2 separate regions of the Gossypium hirsutum genome follow, and region 2 is linked to region 1. The links are chromatin contacts, called in public Hi-C maps. All regions are on one chromosome and are shown on one strand. The core of a region is the stretch at or near the end of the contact, and the rest is flanking DNA. Distances in the headings are between cores, read along the strand shown. Region 1 holds the start of LOC107961779 (magnesium transporter MRS2-1). Region 2 holds the start of LOC107961778.

Region 1 (3,794 bases), core at 727-3,226:
GAGGTTTTTTAAACCCTAAATTTTCTAGAGTTTCACCTTCTTTCTTACTTGTTTGTTTAGCCCTAATTCTTCCTATTGCTTCTATTTTCTCCCCTAAACCACATCAGAAAAACTCAGCCAAAATCAAGTAACAAGAACATGCAACATTTTTCATGACTTGCTGTTATATGTGTTATTTATTTTCCTTAATTTTTACATAGCTCAACATCCCCAACAATCAAAATATAAATCTGCAATTGATGGATCTTCCAACCACTTTTTTAGTTTTTAATATATTTTTAAATGTCAACAAGGTGAATGATTCTTGGGTGAATGATTTTAGGTTTATCATCCCAAGTCTAATTCAAATGCAATAAGGTGTTTTAGGCCACTTTCACACACCTGTGAATCAAGGAATGTACAGGCAGCTTCCAAAGCAACTTCCAGAGCCCTAAACTCAAAGGGCAAATAATCAGGGGATGTGCTCCCGTATACATTGTCAAAACCCCTACTGCTTCTTCTTCTGTTCAACTCAGGACCCTCTGATTGCCATACCTCACCTACTCCACTTGTAAGTCGCCTTTGTAACTCCACAACATACTGCAAAACATAGCTATCAAGGGAATTCAAGAGTAGAACCTCGTCGGCAGTGATAATACACCTTATCTGCTCTAAATTTACAACAATAGCCTTCTCTCTACCGAGGATTGTCGAGGGGTAAACAAACAATGGGTCAAGAAGCCGTAGGTCTCGGGCTGGTAGATCACATCGACGCATCATAGTGAACTTGTCAACCTCGATTATTTGCGAATTCCCAGATGTATCAACACGGATCCAAGATCTGAGTCCTTGGCCCCGCTTCTTTAACCCCGATAAATCCATGCCTTGGAAAGGCTGGCGTCCAGAGGCAGATGGCCGATAGGAAGCATCTCTAATGTTGATAGCCGATTGAGGTTTCGGTGGAAGCAAACGCTCTTTTAGGTCTGCCATCACAGTATACTGAAACAAATAACAAAACCAGTTAACGACAACACTGTATAATCCAGTTCTGAAGGGGGGGCGGAAACAGAAAAAGTGGCTTTAGGTCTCAACTCTCAAGAAGCTCACTTTTCCAACAAAGTCTAAAAGCTACTCAAATATTGTAATCCAACTATCAAATCCAAGAACTTTTTACTTCAAAGCCTGAATACAATTCCATAACTAGATTAACCATGTTCATTAATGCATCAGAAACCAAAGCAACTTCCTTTTTTTTTTTTTTGCAGCCTGAGATCGAAAATCTATCAAACGCATGAATAATTCAGCATGCGAGGTACAAAATTCAGCATCAGGATATCGCCTAAAAATGCTACCTAAAAATTGGCCTAGTTCCTTCCACAGCCTTATAATTATACTAAATAGAACAATAACAATATAAAGAAAACTGAAAATAAAGAGCAAAATCTATTTAAATTCCAACTCAAGCATAATAAATAAACAAAACAGTAACAAAAGAGTAAATATTATTTCAAGGAGACTAGCTTACCTCGAATCAATAAAACTAAGATTTAACTCTCAGATAAGCGTGAAGAAGATATAATCACAGCCTCTGATTAAATAAGCTAATATCGACACATCAAAAACTGCAAAAATAATTGGATTAATAAATTAAATTATAACAACATAAAGAAAATAGGGAAAAGGAAACCCTAGATTTGGAAAAGTACCTTGGCAGCAGCGGATGATTGAGAACAGGAGGATTTAGTGAGGAAGAGAACTCCTGGATCAAATACGAAATTTTCACGTACGTGTTTAAAAAAAAAAAGAAAATAAAATAAAATAGTTTAAAAAATTTACGAAAGGCGGTGTAAGTTTTACTCAATTAGCTAAGACGAGAATCTTAATTAAGAATCTATGATTGAAATTTTTGATGTTAAAAAAGGATTTCTGATGCGGAGAGCCCTTTTTTTCTTGGTTGCTTTTATTAGTTTTGTCGGCTCCTGAGTCGTCGTGACCCTGAGGTTCTTTAAAAGAAAATTTTTAATTACTAGTAAACCAATAAAATGGTTTATTTTAATCACTATGCTATTAAACCATAAATAGCGTGGATTTTAAAATAATAAATTAAAACTGTGAGCCCCACCGTCTTATCATTTTTTTTCTTCCTCATCCTTTCTTCCCCTCCAAATCTCAGCCCGATTTTACAATAAGGCATAAAAAGTCCATTTTCATTTTCCAAACAGCTTATTCAATCTCCTTTAGAATTTGGATATTACTAGCAATGACTCACTCCCCAATTTTTTTTTTTTTTGCATCAACTCAACTCAACAGTTGCTTGTATATATCATTATAAACTCTCGAATACCGGATAAAAGTTGTATAGGATCAAAACTCTGAGCTGATTTTTTTTTTAATTATAAAGTTCAACAAGTTTTTTTTGTTAACTCGATGGATTTGCCATAGTTGAGTAGAGATGAAGCTGTTGTCGTATCCCAAATCCTCCAATTGTGCAGGCCGGATAATCTTTTCCTTGCAATCCATCTCCTAAAACCCCCCAAACCCAAACACCCTCTTCCCTAAACCTTTACTGTACTCTTGCCTCTTGAAAGCATGCACATACCTTCAATCTTTTCCTCACGGCCCATCTTAAATCTGCTCACCACATGGATCGTTCTATAGATATCAATTTATTTGTTCTCTACTTTAAGCTGTGTACTGATTTTAGAGAAACTCGGAGAGTTTTTGATTTGGTGCTTGTAAAATAAGATAATTCGTGTATTTTGATGGTTTCGGAGTATATTAAAGTGGGAAGACCAGAGAGTTCACTTCAACTGTTTTTTGAATTACTGAGGTTAGGAGCTGAGCCTAGTAGGTTCACTCTATCTGCTGTGATCAAGGCTTGTTCGGTTTTAGGGAAGTTGAGGATGGGATGCTGCTTTGATGCCATTGTTATGAAACATGGGTTTCATTCGGATAATGTAATTTTGATTGCGTTGATTGAGTTTTATGGGAGGAACGGGCAGTCGAATGAGATGTGCCAGTTGTTCGATGAATTGCGTGAACTGGGTGCAATTTGTTTGGTTTGTGTAAGGAAATGTTGAGGTTTTTGTATTTGATATTTCCCTACCTACAGTTGAACTCTCTATTTGGCTACCAGGATCCACTAAGTAGCATATCGGGTGAAGACTGTGAATCAACCTCCTTCACTACGATCCCCTCTACTTCCGTGGAGTATGAATCAAACCAATCAAGATAATTCTTTCTAATCAAAGAACTCCCCGAAGTCATCAAACCTACTAGTCCCGATTCTCAATAATTTCATGTCTGAAAATGGTTAGTCTTTTTTACCCTTCCTTATTTAACATGGGTATCTAATATGTTGAGTCACTTCGTTCAAAAATACAATTTAAGGGGACAAATTTGTATTAGCATTCTCAACTACATTTTTTTTTATATTAATTTTTATGTATAATTATTTAATAATTAAAATATAGATATATATGATTTGAAATATGAATAAAATGATAATTGCATTGTGCTTCCAATTTTTAATAAATAATACCTAACATATCAAAATCCAAAAATTAGTATGCTTTTCTACTATTTGAAAAAAAAAACCAAAATTAAAATATAATTTTTGCATATAGAAACCATATGATATAAAAAAAAAGGAGAAATCATTCACCTATCTAAACAAGTTGGGCTTTTTAAATTGTAATCTCCTTTCTTTCATGTCACAAAAATCATTTATAATTGAATCATCATCAAAGTTCTATACAATTTCTTTTTCAATATATATGATCAAGTAACTTCCCAAATAATCATCCTCTATTTTA
Region 2 (4,010 bases), core at 1,444-3,943, 160 kb after region 1:
TCTCAGATCGATGTCAAAGTTCCTTTAGAAACATATAGAGCTTTTCAGATACTAGTATATTATCGAAATTTACTCGGAATTCATTCATCAGGCTCTCACAGCTGTCCAATACAGATTATAACTAGTATATACAACATTTAACCAATTTAACACGTAATTGTATTTTGACTTACCTTGTACGAATTTCAAATGGAAACGAGTAGACTATTCGACTATTTTAAACTTCCCTCGATCTAAGTCCGGTTTCATTTGTTCTTGATCTAATACAATTAAAATTCAACCATTCAATCATTCATTTCATTCAATTCAATCCATATACACACATTTAGGGCATTTTACATTTTAGCCCTTACATTTTCACACTTTGACAATTTAGTCTTATTTGCATAAAATCACAAATATGCAAAATCTCTTTGCAACAAGGGCTAGCCGAATTTTCATGGCTTCTATATAAAGCCCACACAACATGTTTATTTCACATTTTTGTCCTCCAAGACATCATTTTCACTATTTAGCCCAAATTGCTCAATTTCATCAAAAATTCAAAGACAAAACTTATAAATCATCTACCAAGCCTTCATAATTCATCCAAAAACATCACAAAACTCATGATATCAACAATGACATTTCATGAAATCATTAATAGAAACATAAATTCAGACATGGGCTTGGTAGAACACGAAGCAACGATCACAGAAACGTAGAAATTATCAAAAACCAAACAAAATACACTAACCTATTCACTTATGCAATGGCCAAATACTTTGAAGCTTAAATGGCTTCTTTTTCTCCTCCATAATCGACCAAGAGGTAAATTTTGCATGGCCATTTATGTTTTGTTTTTATTTATTACCTTTTAATATACTATTTACCCATTTACCCTTTATAATAATACATAATTTCATATATGCCAAACCAACTCTTCCACTAACCAAAATAATGGTCTAATTATTCAATAAGGACTCCCACTTTAATAAGACAAATCAAATAGGCACTTTTAACATCTAGCACACAGCTTTCACCTTTTTCGTGATTGGGTCCTTTTTTAATATTCAGTACGAAAGCAGACAAATTAAATCACAGAAATTTCACAGATGCAAATTCATTCATCATGGACACAGAAAATAATTTTAAAATATTTTTCGAACTCAGATTTGTGGTCCCGAAACCACTATTCCAACTAGAGTCTAAACCGAGCTGTTACTACTATCTCATAAAAAATCGACAAAACAAACCCTACATTGTCGCACTAAAATTGCAATAGTAAATCACAAATAACCAACAAATCAAACCAAAAATGGAATTTATTTTCCCAACAAACCAAATAAGAAAGCACCTACCTTTCGATTTTGGGTTGCGAAAACTCTCACGATTGTTGAAGCTTTTTCGTTCCTAATAGTTTTAGGGATTCAAAGATTTAATTCGTAAAAATTTTAGGGATTTTAAGAAGATTTCGGAATGCTAAGATTTAGGTAGGGATTCAAAGATTTAATTCGTAAAAATTTTAGGGATTTTAAGAAGATTTCGGAATGCTAAGATTTAGGTATTTCAAGATTTAAGGATTTGAATATTGTTAGGGATTCAATTAAGATTTCGGAGGTTAGGGATTTAGGGAATTTCACAATTTGGGGATTTTAGAAATTGGAAAGATAGTTTTGAATTTGAGGGTTTGGGGATTTAGGGGTTTTTTTGTTTTATGATTATTAACTTTGTTTAATTTTTTGCCATGTCATCAGTCAACAGAAATGTCACTTAGACCAACTTTTTTGACCGGCTGTTGACTAACGGACAGCTGACAATTACCGTTTTAATTGGGTTGATGTCTGAAAAATTCGTTAAGTTAGAGGCCAATTTCAGGAAAAAAAAGAATGTTAGGGGCATATATCCAAAAGCTCTCAAAGGAGAGCTTTTTTTGCAATTCTGCCTAATTTTTTTTATTTTGATTTTCCTTATAGAGGAAGTTTCAGTTTTCATCATGTATCCCGTTCTTGATAAAATTTTACTCTCTTAGCATCTAAACATTTGATAAAATTATCAGTATAAATATCAATGAAAAATTTTAAAATTTCACTATCTTATAACCTATTTTTTTAACATGTAAATTCCTTATTCCACGTTTTTCAAGTGTAAATGTTAACCAAAAAAATATTTATATACCAAATTAACCTTAATTGTGAAATTCGGGACCAAAAATTACATAAACCTATTATTTTAATCGGATCCAAATAATAATAATTGAATTAAATATAGATAATTAAGGAAGATAAACTTAAAAGCGATATACAGAAATAATGGATCTCTGAGATGATGTGATCCTGATTCTGGATCCAGAGGCAGTCACACATATGACTGCAATAATTTACAGAAAGCGTGAAGATTCCAATTAAACAAAGTTCCAAAATGGTCACCACTCACCCATCTCTCTGTTTCGTTATCTCTAAAAATTCAAAGCACGCGTCAACCATGGCTTGGATGAAAATGAAGGCAACCTAAGGCGACAGTGAACATGATGCTGATGCCAAACATGAACCCATGACGCTCCCATGTCTTTTTCGCCGCACATCCTGTCACTCACCAACTCAACGTGTCCCTTCCTTAGAGGCCCTAATGGGAAGTACCATTTGTATCCGTAGGTCTTCATGCTGATTCCAACACATCAAACCAAAAACTAATATCTTTGTCGGTTATGCATTCAAAGCTTTTTACTTATCTGACAACCAATCAATCAATAGCTTTTGCTCTTCTTTTCTTCTTTTTTAAATTTCATTTAGCTCTTCTATTATTCTTTGTTGAAACTGGTTCATCCTTTCGAAACAATAAAAAATGCTGCTGAGAAGCTCGTCAACACCAATCTTAAACTCATGGTGGCCAAATTCAAAAGTCTGTTCAATTTCATCACCAGAACCAGAATTTGGAGCTCTTCAAAGAACCAGCTCAATCTCATTTCACTCCCCTTCTTCCAATGATGATCATAAGCTTAGTAAACCACTAAACTTAGCTGACAACAGTATCCAAAACGATGTACCAAAACCAAGAAAAAGCATGGGGAAAGCCATAATAGCAACACCTCACTCTCTCCACAAACAGGCAAAGCAAGAAACAGATGGAGACAAAGAGTTAGAATCAGAACCCAAATCTTGTAGGATACGAAGACAACTTTTTTCAAGTTCTGGGTTGGGGGAACCAGTAGGTGATGGTGAAGATAGTGGTGCTGTGATGCAAACACTGGTTATGGGCGGTGGAGAAGAAAATGGTGGTGGTAAAATCTGTGGAGGAGGAGGATCAGGGGGCGGCGTTGGTGGTGTCGGGTCGGGGTTCTTTGAGAGTGATAGCACTGACGTTTACTATCAGAAGATGGTTGAAGCCAATCCTGGCAATCCACTTTTGCTTGGCAATTATGCCAAGTTCTTGAAAGAGGTAGTAGGATATAAAGACATTTGAGTTTTGTCTTCTTAATTACATGAAAATATTAATTGATTCATCTACCGATTGTAGCACAGATTAGAGGAGATTATAGCAGAGCAGAGGAGTTCTGCGGCAGAGCAATTCTGGCGAACCCTGATGATGGGAATTTGTTGGCACTTTATGCTGATCTAATTTGGCATAACCAGAATGACATTCAAAGAGCCAAAAGTTACTTTGAACAAGCTGTTAAGACTGCCCCAAATGACTGGTAAAATACTTGCTTCATTTCATTTTCATATATATAACGACAATTATTCCCTCCACACTAGCTGGGGTCAACTAATTAACTTTTAAAATTGTAATAATATTTATATTAAAACAATTAAAAATAAGTATATTATAAATTTTTAGATTAATTTATGAATTCTAAATTATTTATGTACATTAATACACGATTAATTTCTAAAATCGTCATTTTACCAAATAAATCAATTCAGCTCCTATAATCTTTTTGGGTCTAATTGAGTCTTAATCTAATAAAATTAATCAAATAGATCCTTTAACTGACGTTGACTGTTATTATTTAATGGAAACGTTAATGCTGT

Evidence for each region. A called contact is a pair of places that touch in the nucleus more often than the background predicts.
Region 2: a contact with region 1 is called in a Hi-C map of leaf, with 1.9 times the contacts expected there. The contact joins the promoter of LOC107961778 here to the promoter of LOC107961779 in region 1. A contact is called at or near these places in 3 of 34 Hi-C or Micro-C datasets (callus and leaf).

What each region holds. Positions count from the first base shown.
Region 1 is chrA06:61,036,159-61,039,952 of Gossypium_hirsutum_v2.1, forward strand. LOC107961779 (magnesium transporter MRS2-1) reads right to left here and starts at 1,977. Exons shown (of 8, transcript XM_016897908.2): 1 at 1,837-1,977; 2 at 1,686-1,738; 3 at 1,505-1,601; 4 at 382-978. The coding sequence starts at 969.
Region 2 is chrA06:61,192,609-61,196,618 of Gossypium_hirsutum_v2.1, forward strand. It overlaps LOC107961778, which reads left to right and starts at 2,694. Exons shown (of 3, transcript XM_016897906.2): 1 at 2,694-3,417; 2 at 3,501-3,673. The coding sequence starts at 2,824.